6 separate regions of the Mus musculus genome follow, and all the other regions are linked to region 4. Evidence: chromatin contacts called from public promoter capture Hi-C data. All regions are on one chromosome and are shown on one strand. Each heading gives the region's core, a stretch centred on a gene start, on an enhancer-like site or on the middle of the called end of the contact. The rest is flanking DNA. Distances are from core to core; before and after follow the strand shown.

Evidence for each region. Promoter capture Hi-C pulls out the DNA fragments that hold promoters and counts their contacts.
Region 1: a contact with region 4 is called in a promoter capture Hi-C map of liver, with 4 times the contacts expected there. The contact joins the promoter of Oscp1 here to the promoter of 9930104L06Rik in region 4. A contact is called at or near these places in 16 of 39 promoter capture datasets (the 3T3-L1 cell line, the C10 cell line, cranial neural crest and 9 more), 1 of 484 Hi-C or Micro-C datasets (B cells), 4 of 115 datasets of contacts at active chromatin or transcription factors (astrocytes, embryonic forebrain, embryonic stem cells and 1 more) and 1 of 9 other capture datasets (pancreatic islet).
Region 2: a contact with region 4 is called in a promoter capture Hi-C map of pre-B cells, with 4 times the contacts expected there. The contact joins the promoter of Stk40 here to the promoter of 9930104L06Rik in region 4. A contact is called at or near these places in 8 of 39 promoter capture datasets (the 3T3-L1 cell line, the C10 cell line, cranial neural crest and 3 more), 3 of 484 Hi-C or Micro-C datasets (B cells, embryonic stem cells and pre-B cells) and 2 of 115 datasets of contacts at active chromatin or transcription factors (astrocytes and extraembryonic endoderm stem cells).
Region 3: a promoter capture Hi-C map of pre-B cells shows a contact between it and region 4. The contact joins the promoter of Ndufs5 here to the promoter of 9930104L06Rik in region 4. A contact is called at or near these places in 3 of 39 promoter capture datasets (liver and pre-B cells).
Region 5: a contact with region 4 is called in a promoter capture Hi-C map of liver, with 2.7 times the contacts expected there. The contact joins the enhancer-like site here to the promoter of 9930104L06Rik in region 4. A contact is called at or near these places in 8 of 39 promoter capture datasets (the 3T3-L1 cell line, 3T3-L1-derived adipocytes, the C10 cell line and 3 more) and 1 of 115 datasets of contacts at active chromatin or transcription factors (embryonic stem cells).
Region 6: a promoter capture Hi-C map of pre-B cells shows a contact between it and region 4, with 4 times the contacts expected there. The contact joins the promoter of Trappc3 here to the promoter of 9930104L06Rik in region 4. A contact is called at or near these places in 7 of 39 promoter capture datasets (the 3T3-L1 cell line, the C10 cell line, cranial neural crest and 3 more) and 2 of 115 datasets of contacts at active chromatin or transcription factors (astrocytes and embryonic hindbrain).

What each region holds. Positions count from the first base shown.
Region 1 is chr4:126,056,484-126,059,859 of GRCm38.p6, forward strand. Oscp1 (organic solute carrier partner 1) reads left to right here and starts at 2,082. Exons shown (of 10, transcript NM_172701.3): 1 at 2,082-2,309. The coding sequence starts at 2,198.
Region 2 is chr4:126,102,070-126,105,727 of GRCm38.p6, forward strand. Stk40 (serine/threonine kinase 40) reads left to right here and starts at 1,888. Exons shown (of 11, transcript NM_028800.3): 1 at 1,888-2,077.
Region 3 is chr4:123,716,113-123,719,717 of GRCm38.p6, forward strand. It overlaps Ndufs5 (NADH:ubiquinone oxidoreductase core subunit S5), which reads right to left and starts at 2,074. Exons shown (of 3, transcript NM_001030274.1): 1 at 2,001-2,074.
Region 4 is chr4:124,934,842-124,938,686 of GRCm38.p6, forward strand. It overlaps 9930104L06Rik (RIKEN cDNA 9930104L06 gene), which reads left to right and starts at 2,207. Exons shown (of 5, transcript NM_177573.3): 1 at 2,207-2,492; 2 at 3,599-3,845. The coding sequence starts at 3,602. It overlaps Cdca8 (cell division cycle associated 8), which reads right to left and starts at 2,076. Exons shown (of 10, transcript NM_026560.4): 1 at 1,748-2,076; 2 at 1,514-1,642. The coding sequence starts at 1,841.
Region 5 is chr4:125,940,792-125,944,211 of GRCm38.p6, forward strand. No RefSeq gene overlaps it. Among named protein-coding and RNA genes, the nearest start is that of 2610028E06Rik, 20 kb to the left of the region's middle. Within about 2 kb of position 1,275, at least 13 of the 459 cell types and tissues checked have an H3K27ac peak or open chromatin away from gene starts, as enhancers often do. A contact at or near this core is called in embryonic stem cells and liver, where this site is marked.
Region 6 is chr4:126,259,937-126,263,703 of GRCm38.p6, forward strand. Trappc3 (trafficking protein particle complex 3) reads left to right here and starts at 2,469. Exons shown (of 5, transcript NM_013718.2): 1 at 2,469-2,601. The coding sequence starts at 2,560.

The DNA.
Region 1 (3,376 bases), core at 832-3,331, 1.1 Mb after region 4:
GCCAAGAGAAGATATGTAATAAAAAAAAAAAAAAAAAATGGGCCATGTGAGGATGGGAAAATTGAGATCATCTCTGAGATGGAGGAGGAGGTGAGTGGATAGAATCAGAAGTGAAGCTGGACTGTTTGGTTATCACCTCCAGGAACACTGAGGGAGGCCTTAATGAGATGGAGACCTGTGTAGAGGTCCTGTGCTACAGGACCAGGCACCAGCCTTGGGAGAGAACGCCACAGCAGTGGATCAGGCCTGCAGGGAAGGCACTCTTAAATGCAGCCATGGGCACTTCAATATTGCCTGATACTTAAATCCTTTATTCCTCAAGCCGGCTGCCTTTCTATTTTTTTGTAGGGGAGGAGGGGAAGGTAAGGGGGTTCCAGACTGTCCTGGAACTCTGTAGACCAGACTGGCCTTGAGTTTAAAAATCCACCTGCCTCTGCCTTCCAAGTGCTGAGATTAAAGGTTTTTGCGGCCACTGTCCTATTTTCTATTGAAAACAGGCTTACGAAACATAGACAACTTGTCCAATTTTGAAAGCTGACTAGTGTTCAAACCTAGCTCTCTCTGGTTTTGGATTTTTGTTTTTAAAGATTTATTCATTTATTATATGTAAGTACACTGTAGCTGTCTTCAGACACTCCAGAAGAGGGCGCCAGATCTCGTTACGGATGGGTGTGAGCTACCATGTGGTTGCTGGGAATTGAACTCAGGACCTTCGGAAGAGCAGTCAGTGATCTTAACCGCTGAGCCATCTCTCCAGCCTGATTTTTGTTGGTTTTAAAGACAGGGACCCAGTCCTGACTGTCCTAGAACTTGCTATGTAGACCAGGCTGGACTCTGCTTACAAAGTGCTGGGATCAAAGGCAAGTGCAGCCACACCTTGCTGCTCTGTCTTGACCCTATCCAGTCTGACAGTACACAGAGGCAAACTCTGAAAGGGACCGTGTTCTGCCAAAACTTGAGATAGTGTTGGAAGCTGGGCAGATAACAAAATGCATAAGGCCCACCAGAAGATAAAGATGTTTATTACAGGTGGGGCTGAGGTGTTAAGCTCATGTGCCGGGTCACAGCACTCCCAGAGCCTGAAGCAGGTGGATCTCCGAGTTTGAAGCCAGCCTGGTCTACAGAGCAAGTTCCAGGACAGCCAGGACAACACAGAGAAACCCTGTTTCAAAACAAAACAAAAAGGTTCAAGTTGTACTAGACAATTTTAAAAAGTTTGGCTCTTGGGAGGAAAGAAAAACGACTAGAAGGTGTGACGTGGAGGATGCCACAAGCAGGAAGGAAGACATTGAAGGAATGAGCTGTGTTTTGTAAGCGGCGCCTTTTGAAATTTAGTCCAACAGCATCAGAGCAGTGACACAGAGGAACGTAGGAATGCAGAAAGGGGAATTAAGGAATGCGAGGATTCTACAAGGAAAAGGAGGAAGTGGCTGATTATTAAAGGAGGTGGATGTAGGTTCCAAAGCTCAAGTCTCAAGATTGCTGTGGCTGGAGAGAGAAGTGCTTAGCAGAAACACTGATGACGAATCGTCTGAAAAGGTCCAGCCGTAGGTGAAGAAACGCGAGGGTGCTACTTAAGTTGCTAGGAGGGCCGGGCTGGGTTGCCTCACTGAGTAGTAAATCCGGCGTAACATCGCTTCCAGGAGGGGTTAGAAAGGAGACAAATGATATAACTAATCGAGATGAGGGATTATAATAACTCAGAATGCCTTCGTGGCGCTTGCCATGACCTCACTGGTTCCTCTGCACGTCCCTGGGAGATAGTTCACAAATCTGCCCGCAGCACAGCAGGCCATGGCGGACCGGGACGCTAGACGACTCTAGGCGAACGACTCCGAAGACGCTGGGGTTGATTTTCCTAGTTTCCGGTGCGATGGCTGGGCCACGGCAGATACGCGCGGCTGGCTGGAACGCTCCCGGCGACACCAAAGCTAAACTGGAAAACTCAAAACCAGCGCTCCCGGGAGGCCAAAGGTGCGCGCCTCCGTTTGAACCAATCCCCTGAAGCGATCTTTGTCACTTAACCCAATAAGCGCCGGTCTTCGGCCACCTCCTATCAATCCACCATGTGATTGGTTCGCCTTTCTGTTCCCGGCGTTGCCCCAGCAACCGGGCTATGGACGCGTAGGGGCCTCCAGGCTGCTAAATCACAAACCCTGGGGTTCTTCCTTCATCTACCCTGCGGGTTTCCGGCACTATGTCGGTTCGGACTCTGCCGCTGCTCTTTTTGAACTTGGGCGGGGAGATGCTTTACGTCCTAGACCAGCGACTGAGGGCCCAGAACATCCCCGGAGACAAGGCCCGCAAAGGTAAGTAACGCCCCCGCAGCCTTGATCTGTTCCCTTCCTCACCGCACTAAATGTCCCTATACAGAACCGCAGCCTAGCACCAGCCCCCCTCCAACCTCCGTCCTGATACCCAGGCCGACCGGCACCTGACCCCCTTCCCCTCATCCCAATAGCCAAACCGATGCCTCTGCGCACTTCTCTTTGACAGCCGGGTATCTTTCTCAAAAGACGCAGAGCCCATGCAGTTGGAAGCCCTCCGGAGTCAAATTAATTCTCCAAAAGAGCATTTCCCCACAGAGAAGCCTAATACATTGGACATACTTACAGTGCCTGAGCCCTCGATTTCCCAGTCTCTGGAAATCTGTCTATTTCCAAAAGTAGTTACAGTTGACAAGATACTTTTGGCAGGTATAACCATCCGTTAACCCCCACAAAACAGATGGGGACGCCCGCGTCTCTGTCCTCCTACGTAAGCAGAAGCCTGGTCATGCTCATTTCAGAAGCCATTTCTAGAAATGTAGGGCCCCAAAATAATATAGATAAGAACGAAAACATGCTTCTTGATTTTGCAAGTGTTGGAAGGGGTTGCAATTGTGAAAATACTTTTGGAAGGCTTATAAAATGCAAAATTATGCCATGTGTAGTGCAGAGAGAAACGACCACCCAAAACACGCTGCCAGTCTATCTTACTTCTCAGCAAACAACTTTGTTCACCAAATTTGCTGGGCTATTGTATTTGTAGGCAGAGGAGTAAACATTTATCTAAAGGACAACTGAACACTAATGAAAGCTCGATTTCCTCCCAACAGCTTATGTCCCCTCCATTGATGTTAAACAGGCACATTCAGATGGTGTGTCTGATTTTGTGTAAGTGCATACGTAAACAGACAAGAGAACCCTCTGGACCACTCCCTTCCATTCATTCCCAGCCTTGCTACCAGGGGCTTTACAAAATGCAAATATGTCTAGTGGGGCTTTATAAAATGCAAATATGTCTAGTATGTCTCTCCTCAAAATTGCCGACAACCTTCCACTCCTGTCTAAATGGAGACCAAGTCCTAGGCAGAACACGTTGGGGCCCTCCGATT
Region 2 (3,658 bases), core at 638-3,137, 1.2 Mb after region 4:
GCCATACTCAGGCCTTGAAGCTTGGACGCAAAGAAGCCAAAACCCAGCTGCTAAGTAGGGTTGGGGTTCTGTAGTCTGAAGAAGCTCCTGGGGGTGAGGTCTCCCCTCCTTCTGTGATAGTCCAATCTGCCTATCTCTTTTCAAGAAGCCATCTTGAGCTGTTGTGACAGGTGTCATTTTGTTATGGCAGCACCATCTGCCAGTGAGCCAGAGTTGGAGAGCCAGCAGGAGACTGTCACCACCCATGTATGTCCCAGAGATCCATGAGTTGGTGTCCTGATGACAGTTTTTTTTTTTTTTTAATCTCCTCTGGCTGGCACTTTCTCCTCCTCTGCTTTGTTAAAACTTCTATATTTTGAGTCAGCTGAGAGCCTACCAGGAGTTGGAATGGTGGTGTCAGCGCCCAGTGATTCATCTTACTGGTAATTAGTGAACTGGAAAACCCAAGATTCATCCCTGTCAAAGGCAGGGCTTCCGGAATCCTTTTTCTCCTCACTTTGTCAGAGAGAGGAGCAAAGTGGGCCGGCCTTCTGGATGCCTGCCTTTGAGTCACGTGCCTCCTAGAGGTTCCCCGACTGAGACCAGTGGGCATCTATAGGGTGTGGTTAGCTGGATGTGAAACTCCTTGGGTCCTCCCATGGTTGGTGTAATGTGTTATCCCCACTTGGGCAGCCAGGATTTACACTGAATTACCTAGTTTGTAAGTGATACAATGGGGATTCAAGCTCTAGCCTTTTTGGAACCCACGAAACTTTCTTCAAACCACAGCCCAGCCATTATTAGCTGGGTGTCACGGCAGAGGTTACCCTCTCTCTCTGAGTGCTACCTTCTGCATTTGTTAACAGGTCTCTAAAAGTGCCTCATTTTGCATAAGACAGGGCCTTAGGAGCTGGTATCATTACTAGTTATTCAGCATTATCTGCAGCTGAATGGCCACCAAGCCAATCAAAGACATTAAGAAAGGATTCAGGCTGGGACTTCATTATGAAGACCAGCCTTCGGTGTCCTAGCAGGGCTTAGTCGTGTCCACGTGTGTCTACACGTGGATCCAGAATGACCCAGGGGAGGGAAGAGTGTCATCAAGTACACTTGTTAACTCTGAGACAAAGGAGTGGGACTATGGCCGCTGGTACTGCTGCCACCGAGCCCTTCTGGCCGCTTCTACACGGCAGTGGACGGAAGCCAGGATTTTCGAGGGCCCCCAGTGAGTCACCAGACTGATGCAATCCCTTTAAAGGGCTCATCTGCTGGTGCAAGAAGCTGATTCATGGAGGGCGTGGCTGCTGAAGGAGGAGAAAGGACGGAAACTGGCAGGAGGGAGTGAGGTAGACAGCCGGCTGAAGTCGTTCATTGGAACTCTTCACTGCAATCTCCCTGGACAAGACTCTAGGGATGTCCAAGATGAACTTGGCCATCTTTGGGGTTTCTGAAGGGCCTAAAGTGAAATGAATTGTGACAGTAGCGACAGCCAATTCTTGACTTCTCTTGTACCCAACTTCAGCACTTTCCCACACAAATTTCCAGAAGCCGAGAAATGGGGAGCAAAGAAAGACTACTTTTCTAAAGAATGCAGTGCAGTTGGCGGGTTTTGCAACCACTTAGAGACGTCCCCAACCCCAGCAAGGAGAGCATAAGTCGGTGAGGTTCTGCAGAGCCAAGGCGGACCGGCGCCTCTGTCCCAGTCCCACTGTAGATGTAGATTAGCGGTAAGTACCGCCCCCTGACTGTCCAATCACTTTACAGATTTCGACCCAGACTCCACCCAGAACCAATTGGCGATCTTATCTGGGCTTCCTGCCTGAAGGCTTCCGCCCATCCTGAAGATGGCGCACCAACCCCAAACTCAGGCGAGGGGGCGGGAGGCGGGGCCGAGAGCCTATGCGTCACTTCCGTTGTCAGGTGGCGGCGCCGCAGCCATGGAGGGAGGCGGCGGCGGCAGCTCTGGCGGCTGCGCTGGGAGGCGGCGGTGAGCGGCTCCCACGCCCCCGGCCCGGCCCCGGCCCCCGGGACGGAGCGCCGAGCAGCCCCGACTCTGGGCTGCGGACTATGGGCAAGGAGCGCTGATTCCCCGGGAAAGGTGAGTTCGGGGTCCCGGGACGCGGAGCCGGGTGGGGGCTGCGTGCTGGCGGGGCGGGCCACCGTGGCGGAGGGACCCCGGTGACAGCCCGAAGCTGACCGGCGCGACCAGAACGGCTATAGTGAATTCCCCCTCCGCCACTGGAGGTCTGTCCTTCCCGGCAGCGGGGGCGTCGGCTGCCGGGAGCCTCGGTCTTTTGCCGCAGCCCTGGGAAATGGGCACTGCTCGCCTTGCCCAGACCCACTCAACCAGTCATCGAAGCAGCCGGCGTTTGGCCCGCTCTAGTTTTTCTCCCAGAGAGACCCGCTCCTCCTCTCCATGCTTCTCTCCTGACCTAGAGAGTGACTTGAAAGTTAGAACGAGTCCCCAAGGAGAGCCAGCCAAGGTTTTCCTCCTGGAGCCCTCACCCGTTGGCACCAACACCATCGCTGCTGGGGAATTTTCACATCCTGGGCGGCGTTCAGGTGCGAGTCACAGCAACCTGCTTGCCAGATCCACGTTGGGCCGGTCTTCACCGTGGGAGAGCTTGCTGTGGTCAGTGTTTCACCTGCCATCCTGGTCAGGCCCGCCCATTCCTACGATGCTTGGCCCCACCTTTCAATCTTGGGTAGGAGCTTTCGGATTCCCGGTGGCTTCTCCGTCCACCCCCACTCCCCCAGGTTGTTGGCAGAAGGAAGAGCTGACAGCCACCTTCGGTGGCAGGATAGACTTTGCTCTGTTTTAAGTCACTGGAGGAAACCGGTTGGCTTTGCTGGTTTTGAGAATCATTGAGGAAGAGGGTAGTCACGCTGGGCTGGGCGCCTTTCCCTCTCGGCTGAGTAGTTTTGCATGAGATAAGGAAGAGCAAAATCCTATAGCCCTTATTTATAAACAACGTTGTGAGTTCCTCCTTAAAGGCCCTGTTATTTGATTGTGGATTAGACTATCTCTGCCAGAGATAGTCCCCATTCATTCATTCATTCATTCATTCATTTTTCTCATAACAAAAGGGCCCTGCCTGTAGAGCCTAGTGCTGTGTAGTATTCGTAGGCTTTGGAGGCTCACTCCTTAAAGCCTGGGATTAAAAGTGTGTGTCAACCTTGCTCTGGACTCCTTAAATTCAGATTCTGGTGCCGCTGCTTTCTGGTTGCCCGACCTTGGGTCATTTGTATTCGTCCTCATTTGCAAACCACTGGCCATGGTAAAAAGAGTCATTATGGAGAGTTGCGCTAACACCTAATAAAGAGGTTCTTATCCGAACTAGTTCACTGTCCAGCTAGAGGAAACTGACCTGCAAGCAGATAGGTGAAATGTGATCTACAAAAGCAACAGAAACTGAATGCTGAGGGAGCCCAGTGGGGAAGCTGCTAGCTCAGTCTGGGAAGCCTGAGCAGTAGTGACAGGAGGATAGTGACTGGAAGGACAGAAAGGGGGAGGGAGGCTTAGTCATGTAAAATGGGAGATGCTATTTGGAGAGAAGTACAGAGAGTCAGAGAGAGACAACCTTAGCTGTGTCAGTAGAGTGGTATGGAAGCCGACAGGGCACAAAGTAAAGCAATATAAGTTAATAAAAAAAAATGAACATCTCATGGATCATTTGGA
Region 3 (3,605 bases), core at 824-3,323, 1.2 Mb before region 4:
GATCAAGTGACACGCTTCCGAGAAGAAACGAGGAACTTCATCTGCCAAGCCCGAGGCCCCAAATCTCTTCTCACCAAGCTTTTTGTTTTTCCAGATAGCATCCCATCTAGCCCAGGCCAGTTTTAAGTCACACTGTAGTGAAAACAGCCTTGATTTCTTCATCCTTCTGCCCCACCTCCCAACTGCTGGGATTACCAGCCTTTTTTTACTAAGATGGGCTCTCCCAGAGTAATTTGGGGACTTTCACAAAACTCATGGACTAAAAACCCAAATTAATTTTTTTTCTTTCTATGTATAAGGTTATTTTTTTCAAGGGTGAAAAAAATTGTTTTGACTCAAATAAACAAACTAAAAGCAAAACAAAAAACAAAACAAAACAACAACTCTCCCCCAAAAAAGAAAAATGAGAAATAATATAAGCACACTATTTATTTACATTGTTCTATACATTCTTTCCATCCCAACCTAAATGACACGTGTCTTTGGACACTCTCTTGTGTCTCTCCTTTTATAGAAGTAGTCTGTCCTAGGCTGGAGAGATGGCTTAGAGGTTAAAAGTGCATGCTGCTTTAGCAGAGGACTCGAGCTGGAGTCTCAGCAACCACTTTGGGTGGTTTACAAGTAGCTGCAGCTCCAGCTTCAGGGCCGTATGATGTGTCTGGCTTCACGGAGTAGCTACACTCACATGCCCACAGTCATACATCCACACATAATTAAAACTTTAAAAAGTACTTTGTCCACCGGGCAGTTGTGGCACATGACTTTAATCCCAGCACTTGGGAGACAGAGGCAGGCAGATCTCTGAGTTCGAGGCCAGCCTGGTCTACAAAGTGAGTTCCAGGACAGCCAGGGCTACACAGAGAAACCCTGTCTCGAACCCCCCCCCCCAAAAGTACTTCGTCCATTACTGTAACAGTCTATTTACTTCTATGTTTTTCCTACTGCTTTTGTTTTGAGAGCAAAATCGAGCAGATGCTAGTTAACTGCTAAAAATAAATGAACAAGTCAAATTAAAATTTTGTAAAAAAATAAAAAAAATCAGGAAATCTCAAACAACTTACACGTACAACTATAAAGCAGTGGATAGATTCTGGTGCTCAGTAGAATATGACATACATTAAGCAAAAAGAACATATGGAAAATACATAGTAAAGTTGACATAGAACAAAATAATCCCAAACGACAAATGTGCTTAAGAATGGAAAGCAAGCGCAGCACCCACATCAAAACCATCCTGTACGCGGACATTTAGGTGAATTTAATTTATAAAGCTCCCTCCCATTCTTTTAGTCATTTACTGTGTATGTCAGAGGCAAATGGGGGAAACGGCTCATCATAAGCACTGGAGACCCACACTGGGAACCTGAGTAAGAATTCGGGGGAGGAAGCCATTGGGAGAATAGAAAAAGTCCCAGAGGAGGATCTACATCGCTCTCTCTCTCGCTCTCTCTCTCTCTCTCTCTCTCTCTCTCTCTCTCTCTCTCTCTCACACACACACACACACACACACACACACACACACACACACACACAAACATAGACAACAGAAGTTATGACAATGAGGACGGACAGAGGCTCTGGAGCGGCTGCTGAGCCAAGTGCACAACAGGAAGAAAGTAGAGGGCTCTGGGGACCAAAATCAGGATGTGGTGCACGCCTTTAATCTCAACACTTGGAAGACAGAGGCAGATGCTTCTCTGTGAGTTCAAGGCCAGCTTGGTCTACAGAGTGAATTCCAGCCTACACAGAGAAACCCTGTCTCAAAACAAAAACAAAAAGGAGCGGGATGTCAGGGTAGGAAGGAGGCCAAGGCAGGAGTCCGGCAGACGGTGGATTTGCTCCGGAGGGCCGGGGGTGGGGGTGACGACCTAGTTACGGGGTGAAGGGAAGGCAGGAGGACACGCCCAGACCTGGGCCACCCACAGAGAGAGGAAATGTGTCAAGGAGCTAATCCTGAACGAAACTTCTTGGCTGTGCGGACACAGCAGCGCCTACCGCACCTCTGCAGTGCCCTTGTCAGGTCCCTGGTGCAATTCCCGACCGCCGGCTGCGGGAGGACGCAGACGCCTGCCGTAAAGGACGCCCGCAGCACGACATCTCCAGAGCGACGCCGTAAATCAACCACCGGCCGAGGAACTGTAGAAACCAAGCACAGCGGGTCTGCGCCTGCGCAGCAAGCAGCCCAGCCTCCAGACGCTGACAGCTGATAAACCGACTTTCCCCATACTACTGCGCCCGGTAGTGAGTTCTCCCTTTCAGCACTGTCGTGACCGTTGATTGTTGTGCTACTTGAGCAAGGTCACACTCGAGAAAGAGTAGTGCTTCCCTCACCCCAAGGAAATGTGGTGATTAAAGCTCGTGTGCCGTGACCCCAAAACTTGTGTGACTGTTTCCCAGTTTCACGGTGGCAGTTTCCCTTTTTGGTAATAAACATAATAGCCGGGCTGGAGAGACAGCTCAGAGGTTAAGAGCATTTGTTGATCTGGGAGAGGTCCTCGGTTTAACTCTAGATTCAGGGGACCCAACATAGTTCTTCTAACCTCAGCAATACCAGGAGCACACACATGGTGCACATACATGAAGACAAAACTCTCGCACATAAAGTAAATCTTAAAAGAAAGATAATAGTGCCTAACGTGGTGGCTCAGGCCTTTAAATCACAGAAATTAAGAAACGGAAACAGGTGGATGTCTATGAGTTCTAGGCCAACTAAGGCTACATAGTGAGATCTTGTTACAAACAAACAGCTATAGAGTTACTATAGGGACTTCTTTATACTGTGACATGATGAAAACGTTCTTTGATGTATTAGCTGACATTTGCACCAAAGCAATCAGAAAGCTGAGACAGGAGGATGTATCCTCTTGAGTTCAAGGCTGGCCTGGCCTATAAGACAGATGCTGTGCCTGCGAATGAACAGTTTCTGGAGAAAATTCCCGAAGTCCATGTGGTGGGTTCAATAGGAATGGCCCCCATAGATTCACGTGTGTGAATGCTTGCCTCATAGGCAGTGGCACTATTAGGAAGGGTGGCCTTGTGAGAGTATGTGTGGCTTTGTTGGAGAAAGTGTGTCACTTTTGGGGAGGGATTTGAGGTCTCCTATGCTCAAGTCAAGCCTAGTGTGGATTAGTCTCCTTTTGCTGCCTGTTGATCAAGATGTAGAAATCTCAGTTCCTTCTCCAACACCATGCCTTCCTGCATGCTGCCATGCTTCCTGCCATGATGATAGTGGACTAACCTCTGAAACTGTAAGCCAGCCCCAATTAAATGGTTGCCATGGTCACAAGTCTTTTTACAGCAATAGAAACCCTAGTAAGAGAGTCCACAATTTATTAATTTCATTCAATCACTCCAACTTGCTCCACTCACCCCCTTCCATCGGCTGGATGTCCCATATGAAACTGGTTTCAGTTCAATTAAAGTTTTCTGAGCACTCAGCCTGTGTCCAGTCAAATATTGGCTCATTATGGAAGTAGTGAACCATACTCACAAAGTTCTAATGGCACGGAACTGATGGCCACCCTTTCCAACCCACCCCTCTCCTTATGCCACTGTGAAGGCCTGCTTAAGGGTCTCATGTGCTCAAATGCCATCAGGTAACTAGC
Region 4 (3,845 bases), core at 957-3,456:
TTCTCTGGTCAGAAAACCACTCTTATCTTTTTTTTTTTCTCCTCAAGACAGGGTTTCTCTGTGTAGCCCTGGCTGTCCCGGAACTCACTTTGTAGACCAAGCTGGCCTCGAACTCAGAGATCCACCTGCCTCTGCCTCCCAAGTGCCAAGATTAAAGGCGTGCACCACCACTGCTCGGCTATGATTATCTTGTTATGTTCACCTGGCTTTGTTTCAGAAGGAGACTAACTTGTTCTGCTTATGTTCTGCTTCTGTAACCCCGCCCATTTTGCTTGCTAAATCCCCCATTTGAAGACGCACCCCCCCCCCACCCAACCACTGAGCTGTAAGAGACTTGACTTCCTCACATCCAATGCCGATCTCTCAAACCCAGCCGTAGGGGGAGGCAGCCTGCATACACTAATGAAAACGCTTGCGTTAATTTATTTGGCCGTGATGATTTGTGATTTGTCTTTTGTTTTTGTTTTTTATTTTGGTTCTTCGAGACAGGGTTTCTCTGTATAGCCCTGGCTGTCCCTGAACTCACTCTGTACACCAGGCTGGCCTCGAACTTAGAAATCCACCTGCCCTGCCTCCCAAGTGCTGGGACTAAAGGCGTGCGCCACCACTGCCCGGCCTACTCCTATCTTTGTAGTTCACAAGACAGAGCTGTTTGAGGATACTGTCCGAAATGAGCTCTGACAAAAAACAAATAATTTTTCTCTTAATTTATTCATTCATTTTAGAAGGCTGAGTTTGTACAAGTATTTCCCGGATGTGTGAAAATTATGTGAAATTGACATTTCAGTTTGCCCAGAAATCAAACTCATCACGGCTCTTTTGGAACTGTAACAGAAATGCAGTTCCAGAACTCAAGACTGTTTGTTACCTGGCCTGCTAAGGACAGTGGTTTGCCTACCACTGGCCTGGCTGGATGGCAGGCAGTTTCCAGTGGGGCTGAGCAGTAGGGTCTCCCCAAAAGATGGATGTGTTCTCCCAAAACACTCCCCCTGGATACAGAGATGCTGAGAAGACATGATGCGTCCTGCTCTTACAGTCCTCTCCCTCCGCTGTTAAGCTGCAGGACAACTCTTACTGTCCTACTGAGCGACTGCATCCCTGCCTATTGGCAGGTAGGCTAGCATAGGTTAGGTCATGTCAGTGCGGAACAGCCTCCCCCAACCCCTGAAAAACCTTCAATTATCAGCTCACTTTGTACTATAGATTTGAGATCTCGGCCTCGCCCCTCTTCCTTCAGGCCTCCATCATTCTATTTCTGGTATATCTCTTCTAAAGCTCTCCCATTCAAACGTGAAGGTGAGATGCACTGTCCTAATAGCGCTCATCTGAAGGGTAATTCATGCCTACTTCTTTCCTATGGGCCCACCATTCTTTTATAAGTTATGACAGATGGCAATTTCCTACCGGTGGTTATTTTAGACCTTATTAAGAAGGGGACATCTGAATGAGTCCCTACAATAAGCTTTCAAGATAAGCACTCGTTGGTCACGGGGAAAACGCTAGCAGCTCTTACCGAAGTAGTCAAGCCACTTCATCCCTTGCAGCGCCTTGGGGAGCCGAAGGATCTCGATGTTGTACAGATTTTCCACCTCCTTGAGGAGGGTCTGTCTGTCGGACTCAATTTGCTTGGTTCGAACTTGCACTGCAAAGAGGTGAAAGCGGACGGATCCCGCGTCAGGTGTGCGAAGCCGTCGCATCCGCGTCCCAACCCACCCAAAACCCACGATCACGCGAATCCACCCCTTACCCTCGCGGTCGAAGTCCTTCAGGAAGGAGGCGAGCTTCCGGCTCCGCAGCGTGTTGGTCCTGGTTCCGCGGCTGCTGCGTTTCTTGGGAGCCATGGCGCCTGGCTGCGTCGAGCGAGGGGCCAAGCAGCCGGCTCCGCGACTGAGACGGGGAGAGGGTGTGAGCGGTCGGAGAGCTGAGAAAGTTCAGTCGTTGGAGTCTAGGTTTCCAGAACTCTGCCGAAACCTACCTGCAGGTCCCAAAACACAGTCTGAGGAACCCTCACAGCTCCAACTAAGGGACGGGCGGCTCCTCGGTTAACCGCCACCCAATTCAAACTCAACGGGCACAGCCTAGCCAATAGCAAATCGCCGTCTTAGGACGGTTCTCACCACGCCCAATCACAATAAAGCTTCTTCTCCTTCCGCCAGCCAATCCTCATGGAGGACTTCAATGCCCAGATGTCATTGCGGCACACGCCATCTTTTCGCGACTCCAGAGTCGTGCTAACTGGAAGTAGAGTGGTGAGTTCGTTCTTGTGAATAAGCGCGGTGTAGTTTTTGATGTACTCAGCGTTGACATCGCAGGATTTACGTTTTCCTGTTGATTTAGGGCTGGAAATCTTAAAGAGAGGCGACAAGACTGACTCCAGAAGCACAGGTCCCGGAACAGACAGACCCCAGAGACTCGCAGTCTAAAGCAGATTGCCCTGTCGTGAAGAAACCCCTTCGGAAGACCCGAAGCAACGGTCTTCCTGCAGAGAGAAGGTAAGAGGACCGCCAGAATCAATATTCTTGAGTGTCCGCGGTTACAAGACAGAGACACAGCTCCACTCTGCAGCGTGGGGAGTTGCCCTAGCCTTTTAAGGACTTGAGCTCAGTTGATGGCCCTGACGCTGAAAAGAACTCAGCACTAGCTGAGCTCAGTTGATGGCCCTGACGCTGAAAAGAACTCAGCACTAGCTGATTTATGAAGCAGAGTTACATGAACATATTTGCTACGGGGCCTCACCATATAACGCTGGCTATCTTGGAAGTCTCTGTGTATACTAGTTTGGCCTCGAACTCACAGAGATCTGCTTGTTTCTGTCTTTCCAGTGCTAGGATTAAAGATGCATTCGACAACTCCCAGCCTATGGCTGTTTTAAATACAGGCATAAGCACAAGAATTAAGAGAGAGAGGCAGGCACCTAGGCATAAAAGACACTTGCATGCTCCTCAGAGAATCTCAGAAAGTTAGACATAGCCACGTGGGTATGAGATTCTCTAGGGAGATCAGCAGTTGATTTTCTTTCTTTTCCCCCAGTTTCTTGAGACCAGGCTGGCCTCAAACCCAAAACCCGGCTCTGCTTCCAGAGGGCTGGAATTAAAGTCATGTTACATTAGCCACAATTACTTATTTTGGTGGCTTTCAGTTTACATCTCAAAAGGGTTTCTAAAAACCCTTGTGACTCCCTTCAAACAAGAAGTTGTTTGATAAGAGAAGTAAGTGAGGTGGCTTTCAAGATTCTTTGATGGTATTAAATCCTACAGATGTAAATGGGGTAGTGTGTGTCCTTTCTCTGTAAATGGGATTCCTGGTGAGATTTCTAGAACATGGAAGATTTACAGCAGGAAGGAAGAAAGGCTGTTCACAGTTGGTAAGTGTACTTGCAGGAATTCTTCCTTCATTGTTGGCTGAAGGTGTCAGCCCACTTCCAGGACTAGGAGTTCTTGTTTGTGTCCCCCAAAGTCTCCCTACCTTTCATTATTGCCTTGGGACTATTTGAAGACCAACAGCTGGTCTTCTCCTGAGGTCGGAAATGACGCAGCCTTGATGCAGGCCCTCCCTTCTGGTACCCTGACTCCCTTTTGTTTTGTTTATTTTTTCCCAGAAAATGGCTCATGACCAGCCTCTGCTGGTTGTGCAGGAGGCCCTGAGGAAGTGCTTCCCTGTGGTGGAGGAACAGCAGAACCTGTGGCAGAGCACCCTGCAGGACTGCTCGCCCCTCCTGTCCTCTCTCAGTAACCTGGCTGAGCAGCTGCAAGCCGCACAGAGTCTGCGCTTTGAGGATGTGCCAGCCCTGCGTCCCTTTCCAGACTTACAGGAGCGGTTGAGGCGCAAGCAGCTGGAGGCTGGTG
Region 5 (3,420 bases), core at 25-2,524, 1.0 Mb after region 4:
CTGAGTGGCAGAGCTTGGCCCCACACATAATGTCTTGCCTGCCCTCTCTTCACCCCACCCCTCTGGCTCAGTACTTAGTAAGTGCTGGGCAAAATGCTTTGTCCTCTCCAGAGCTTCTGGATAAATAACAAATCTACCTTTTATGGATTTGAGCATGGGTCCTAAATATTGTGTGGGACATATTAAGTTTTCACTTGTCATTTGATTCTCAAATTTAACTAGCTATCCTAGGCTGTTCTTGGCTAAAGTAAAAACCTACAACAGCTGACTTCTCCCGTGCCTCCTGGGGAGGCTTGGGGACAGGGGTGTCACACTCCCTGCAATGAAGGATTTGAGAGGCATTGACTTCAGGCTGTCCTGGATCTGAGTCCTTGCTATGTAGTGTGTAACCCTGGCCAAGTCACTCTCTCCCCTCTGAGTCCCTATGTCTTCACTGAGGAAAGTCATTGGTATGATATAAGACAGTTTGCTTAAAATGGCATATCCAGTAGACAGGAGCCATTATTATATATTATTGTTGTTGTTGTTGTTGTTGTTGTTGTTGTTGTTGCTATTGCTATTGTTTGCTGTGTGAGAGACGTGGTCTGCTGCAGGCCACAGTGAGCCAATGGCACACTCAGGCTTGAGTGTCCTTGACCTGGGTGTTGTCACTGCCTAGGGGCGTGGCCGGAGGCTGGCTGACCCTCCAGCTTTGCGCATGCCGAGTTCACTTCATGTTGCTCCAGTAGAGTTTCCTGGAAGGCTGAGGTTTCTCCCAGCCACTACCTGAGGTTGCAGAGGGACCAACAGGAGCTGCTACTATGCCCTCCAAAGGCATAAGCCCTATGGAGAATTGGCCAAGAAACCTACTCTTTAAATATCTTCCTGACCCCAGCTCCCTATCTTTATGAACCCCTAGGAGGAGGTGGAGTGTTCCTACCTGCTGCCCCCTGGATTCCTGGAGAAAGGAAAGTACAGATTCTAAGAGACAAGGCAGAGGCAGTTCTAAAGCTGGCTCATACTGGGGGCTGCCTGGATACCCTTTGTCCTGATGCTGGGAGCCCTTCTCACCCCATCCCAGAAAGGGACTGGGAGGGTACAGCAGCAGAGGAACCCGGACTGTGGTGCTCCCAAGGGGGTGCAGGTTTTCTGAAAAGAGGTGGCTGCCCTGTGTTCTGCCCAGGAAGACTCTCTAAAGAGAAAGGACTGGACTCCTTCCCAATCCAGGAGTCCCAGAGTGGCTCTTACCTGCACCCAGTCCACCTCTGCCCTCAGGGGTAGAGAAGAGTGTGACATAGGGACCCAGGGTTGGCTGCTACCCTCAGGCAGCTCCAACCCAGCCCCCTCCTAGCCACACTCACCTGCTCTGGCTCTCCAATGCTGCCATCTAGAGGTGTCTTTGGCAACTTCAGGCACTAACATTAGGTTATGAAGCCCACAAGGGTCCCCCATTCCCAGCATGAAGAACACAGACACCCTGCCCTGCCCCGGAGGCACAGAGAGACCGCATCTCATCCATCCTTTTACTTCCGGGCAGCTGTAGCCATGGATGAAGCTTTCCAGGCTCCTTGTTCAATGGCTGACTCTCTTCTGACAGCTCAGAGCTTACAAGAAGGGGATACTGGGGGCGTGGGGGAGCACATGTAGGCTTGGTATCTGTGTTAAGCTTACAGCATCTGCCATGTCGATTCTATTGCCCTGCTCTGTTTTGTCTTGTTTTACTTTATTTTTGAGACAGGGACATAATAACCCAAACTGGCCTCAAACTTAGCATGTAGCTAAAGATGACCTTGAACTCCAGATGCTCTCTGTTCCACCTTCCTAGTGGTGGGATGATGGGCCTCTACCACCACACCCGGTCTGTGTGGTGCTGGGACTCAAACACAGGCACTCCCTGTGCTAGCTCTACCAAGTGAGCTTCAACTCCACTACTGCCCCTATTTTAAAGATAAGAAAGGGTCCCTTGGGTTGAGGGACACATTTTTTGGAGCAATTGTCATCCTGTTCCATTCATCCTCTCCATTACTGGAGGGAGTCCACATTAGCGGGAAAGGACCTATTGGGTGCCCGGGTCTGTGCAGATCGGACCCTGAATTGAGCATACTCAACAAGATTGGAGACTGTGGGTATGACCCCATGCCTGGTCCACTTCCTCCGGGGAACACACCAGGAAGTTCCCTGGGAGACAAACCATGGGCTCCTTGTATGAAGTGACCAGCTATGACAGCAATAATAACAAGTATCTAGAACCAAGAATAATGGCGCCTGAGAGCCTGTGCTTCTTTGGGGAGTTCTTCCCTGGTCTCAGTTTTAGAAGCTGTCAGTGGGAGACACAAAGCACCATTCTCCAGTCCCCACAGCCAGACAGTGCTGCCAGACAGCCCCACAGCAGTAAACACCCCAACCCAACCAAGCTAGAGACCCCACAGGACCTGACACATAGTAGGTGTGCAGCCTGAGCTTGAAGGATGCATGAGCAGGCAAGGTGAGGAGCTGATCTTATGGAGGGTGGGATGAGACCTTCTACTCCCTGTTGCCTCCCCTACATGGCCAGAGACTCCCCAAGAGGACAAGAAATCCTGGGCCAGCAGTCTAGCCCCAGCCTGACTCCTTGGCTGCTGTGGTTCCTGGCAAGTCTCAGGCAGTCTACAGAAACAAAGAACTCTGGGACTAATCCTTCCCAGCCTCTCTAACATTGGCCCTTACATACCTGTTCTTCTAGGGTCAAAGGTGAGGCTGTATGCTCACCTCTGTGTATGAGCCTTTGGAAACCTAGATGAATCTCTATCTAATACATTCACATGTGCCACGACATATGTAAAGTATACATGTGTACATACAAGCATGCACACATGTAGGAAGCCACGTAGGCACACATATGCAAACACAAACCTCCATACATGTACCTGTGTCTGCATGCCTCACACCTGTGACCTTTGCTCAGTGTTGCAGAGCCTCAGGAAGAAGTTTAGGGACGCAGAGAAGTTATGAAATTGATTTCTCTGAGAGAAGTTAGAATTAGTTTTAATTATCTTTATCTTTCTTCCAATTGTGCTCTCGGCCTTCCTCTCGCAGTTTAATCCATTGCTATCGACTTCTCTGCCAGCGCTGGGGGCAGGGGCCATGTGCTTGCTCTCAGAAAAAATAAACAACAGCGATGACCAGCCCCACCCTTATTTTCCTCTGCAATAGAGAAACCCACCAGTCTCAGGCAATGGGAGAGAGTCCCCAAGGCATGTACACACACACACACATGTGCACGCATGCACACACATGCACGCACAGATGCATGAATGTATGCATACATACACACATACCCTCCCAGTTTCCCCTCTGAGACAAAATACATAGTAGGTAATCATGAATGAATGAATGAATGAATGTCCATATGAATGAATTGAAACCCACATGAGAGTCTGTCACAGTGGCTAAGCATCCTAA
Region 6 (3,767 bases), core at 1,219-3,718, 1.3 Mb after region 4:
GCTGCCTCCACCCCCACAAAGTAGGAAGTGGGAGGAGCCTTTTGGGGGGCAGCGGAAAGTGCAGCCACCAGATTCTCACTCCCGCTCCACCCCCACCGCACAGCACAAAGAAGAGGAGGGGCTGTGACTTAGACTGCCTCTTAGCCTCTAGGGCCCGCGGCTTGAGACTGGGACTGGGAAAAGTCCTTCAGGGTAGTAGTGACCAGCTGCCTCTTTCTCTCCTTACAGCTCTTGAGGAGGAAGGGAAGAGCAGAAGTTCCTAGGCAGGAGGAACTAAAAATCTGTACTACAGAGGTCAAGCCTTTGGGTGTCTTAGAGGAAGTCTTTTTTCAAGCTCCTACTAGGGATGAGAAACAACTGGTCCTGGGGTCTCTTCTCCAATTTCCTTTTTTTTTTCCTTCTTCCTTCCTTCCTTCCTTCCTTTCTCTTTTTTTTTTTTTTTTTTTTTTTGAGACCGGGCTTCTTGTAGCCCAGGCTGGACTTGTACACGCTGTTTGACTGAGAATGACCTTGAATTTCTTACGTTCCACTCTTACTGCCTTCTTTTCTAGGGAACAGGAGATGAGGGTCGGGAGGGATATCTGGTTTCCTAAAAGTCTTACTCCCTACAGGTGGTAGAGAGGGAGAGGGAGGGGCTGGAATTCAAAATTGAAGGGAGAAGTCCAAGAACTTGGGGCCTGCTGTGTAGGGAGTTCTGTCTTGTTTGTGCTGGAGATGAGACCCAGGGCCTTGCCCATACAAAGCATGCGCTCTACTCCTGATCCCTGACAGCCACCCCAAGGAGTTTTCAGGTTGCAGTCTGAGCAAGGATGAGACCTTACAGATCAATACATGTGCCCCGCCCCCACCCTTAATTCAAAACTGATGACTCGGAGAACTGTCCCAAAGAAAAGGCAGGGCCAAGTTCGGGAATCAGAGGCAGAGAGGGGGGATAATGAGTCCGTGAGAAGTCAAGGAGAGGCTCCACCTCCAGTCTGTCCAGAACCGCCCTGCCTGACAGCAGGCTGGGTGGGGTCAGGCGGCTGCCTGTGACTGTGACTCAGGTTTCTGTGGGCAGCCAAGGCAGCCGGCAGGGAGGAGCCCAGACCGACTGACAGGCTGGCCAACTGCTGTTTTCACCTCAGCTGTCCCCTCTCCTGGGAATGAAGGAGGCTCTGGACTAGCCTCACTGCTACTCTCCCAAGGCTACAGACTTCTGTCTTCTTCTTCTGCTCCCTTCTAGAGACCCTCATGCAGCCTCCTGAGGTCGTGCCACAGGATGGAGAGTCAGGGATCTCTGCCTCTAGGGAGGCCCCGGAATGTCTGTACTACAGGGAGAAGGCTATAATAATGATTGGTCCTATAACCTCAGGGAAAGACTGGGAGAAACCCTTGCCCCCCTCCAGCCTTCTCCTAGCCTAGCTGGCTCAGTATCTGGACAGAGCAGTTGTCATGGTGAAGGCCGGGTGGTACACAACAGTATATAGTTGCTGCAGAGACAGACAAGCAGGCTGAAGCGAGGAGACCTGAATTCCAAGCACAGTGCCCACAGGGCTGACCACTAAGGAGAGACGGCCGGAGCCAAATCCAAAGGGCTGTGGTCAGTGATGACAGGGCTTTGCCTCTGTGAAGGGTAAGAAGGGTTTGGTCAGCTAGCACATTCCTCAACGATTGTTGGGCTGTGTTTGGATCTGTTGGACTGTCTTGATAGTGTAGCTCGAAGGGAATCACATTTCCTCTGTGCCTTTTCTGTGCCCACGATCTGTGCTCATGTCTCATTAATATTTACAGCAACTGAAAGAACTTCAGCATCTGGCCTCAGATGGCAAGCCTGGGATTAGAACTCGGCACTGAGTGCCACCACAGCCGGCATCTTGGTTTTTCTGGGAACTAGGCAGGGTAGCTGTTCTAGAGAAGGGACGGTAAGTGATTTGGATTTGTTAAAAAGGCCACAAGTGTAAGGATGCAGGGCTTGGCTGTGTTTGGGGTTTGGGAACAGATGGCAGTTGAAAGAGAAAGCCGTTAACTATCCTGACATAGAATATGTGGTCATGCAAACTTTTTATAATGAACTTTAGACCTCTGTGTGAGCCATCGCTAGTTTTTCAGGACATCCTGGGCGCTTCTGGAGCTGATCTGCAGCAACAGAAAACAGTTCGAAATAGGGACTTTCCAAGACCAGTCTGGGAGAGAGAAGAATTTGCAGAACATCACAGTGCCAGTCGTGGGGGAGGAAAATAAGGACACTCTGTGGACAATGTAGGACTACCACAAGGTGCGGATGCCACCTAGCGGCCATAATGGTGCAGCCACCCGGGCGCTGGTAGCATTCCGGAGCTGCAGCTCGAGCTGAATCACGGGTGGGACTTCCGGGTAGAACTGCCGGATGCTGTAGTCTGACTTTGGTCAGCCGAACCACAAGTCCCGGGGTCCTCTGCGCCACACCGCGCAGGCGCAGTGAGGAGGGGCCGGTCAGTCCTAGACGCTGAGGGGCCGCGGCTGGGTTGAATCGGCGACTCCCGGGGTCTGGGATCTGGGTTGTGAGGAGGTGAGGTGAGGCGGCACTGAACGGTGGGCACCATGTCGAGGCAGGCGAACCGTGGCACGGAGAGCAAGAAAATGGTAACTGAGCGCGTGACCCGGCGGGCCGGGCGGAATCGAAGCTTCCTGGGAAGGGGCCTGGTGCTGGCGCTCCAAGTGATTGTCAAATGAGTCCTGCTGTGAGCTGTGGGATGGGGAAGTCCCAGTGTGGGTCATTCCCTAGGCGTCCGGCGCTGGGGCAGCTTGGGGGGACCCCTGAGTTGCCCCTCCGCCCGCTACACCCAGGTCTCTCGGGGTCGAGTGCTAAACCAACAACAGCGACGGTAATCAATAACAGTACCAACCATTTACTGATCTCTTACTGTGCGTTTGGTGCTAGGCTATTGCTTCCATTATGTCATTATCACAAGGTAACCTCTTCTAGGTGGATAATGTTATGGCGTTTTACAGCTCAGTGAAGTTTATGGGACATCCAGATTTACACTTCGGAAGAGTTAGGATTTAAACCCATGCCCCTCCATTTCTACAGTGAATATTTCAGCTTTTCACTATGCTTTAGGCATTGTGAGACTTAGACAGTGGTCTTGTCAGAAGGGGACTTGCCATCTAACATTAAGGAGTGAGCCGGCCTAAGTATTCAGTGGCCCCTGTAATGGTTGAGAGGATAACTGTGGTTCCTTCCCTAACCTGGGAGTAGTGGGACAGGATATAATCCCAAAAGGCTGGGCTGGGCTGGACTGGGTCTGGAGAGTCAGGTGGATATCAATTTTCTCCGAATCCCAAGGAAAGAGGCTTTCTTGTCAAGTGTTTTTTGTTTGTTTGTTTGTTTGTTTTTAGTGTATTCTTTTGCAGAACTGCCCATGCTGTGCCTTTGCTTTGGAGTTTCAAACTGAACATCTGGGAGCGGAACTGTAGCTCCAGTTGGTAGAGTGTCTGCTTAGCATGCACAAGGCCCTGAGTTGAATTCCCAGCACCACGTAAACTAAGCTTGCTCATGCATGCCTGTAATCCCAGCCCTCGGATGGTAGAGAAAAAGGGTCAGGAATTCAGGGTTGTCCTTAGCCCGAGATAAGATGGAGGCCAGCGTAGGCTACTTGAAGCTACTACTTGAAACTATTTTTAACACACAGAGTGTTGGGGACGTGGGGTGTGGGGCTCACATCAGGTTTGGGAGGTAACTCAGTGGTAGGATGCATATGCAGGATACTCTGAATTCAGACTTCAAAAAACAGCGGGACCAATCCGAG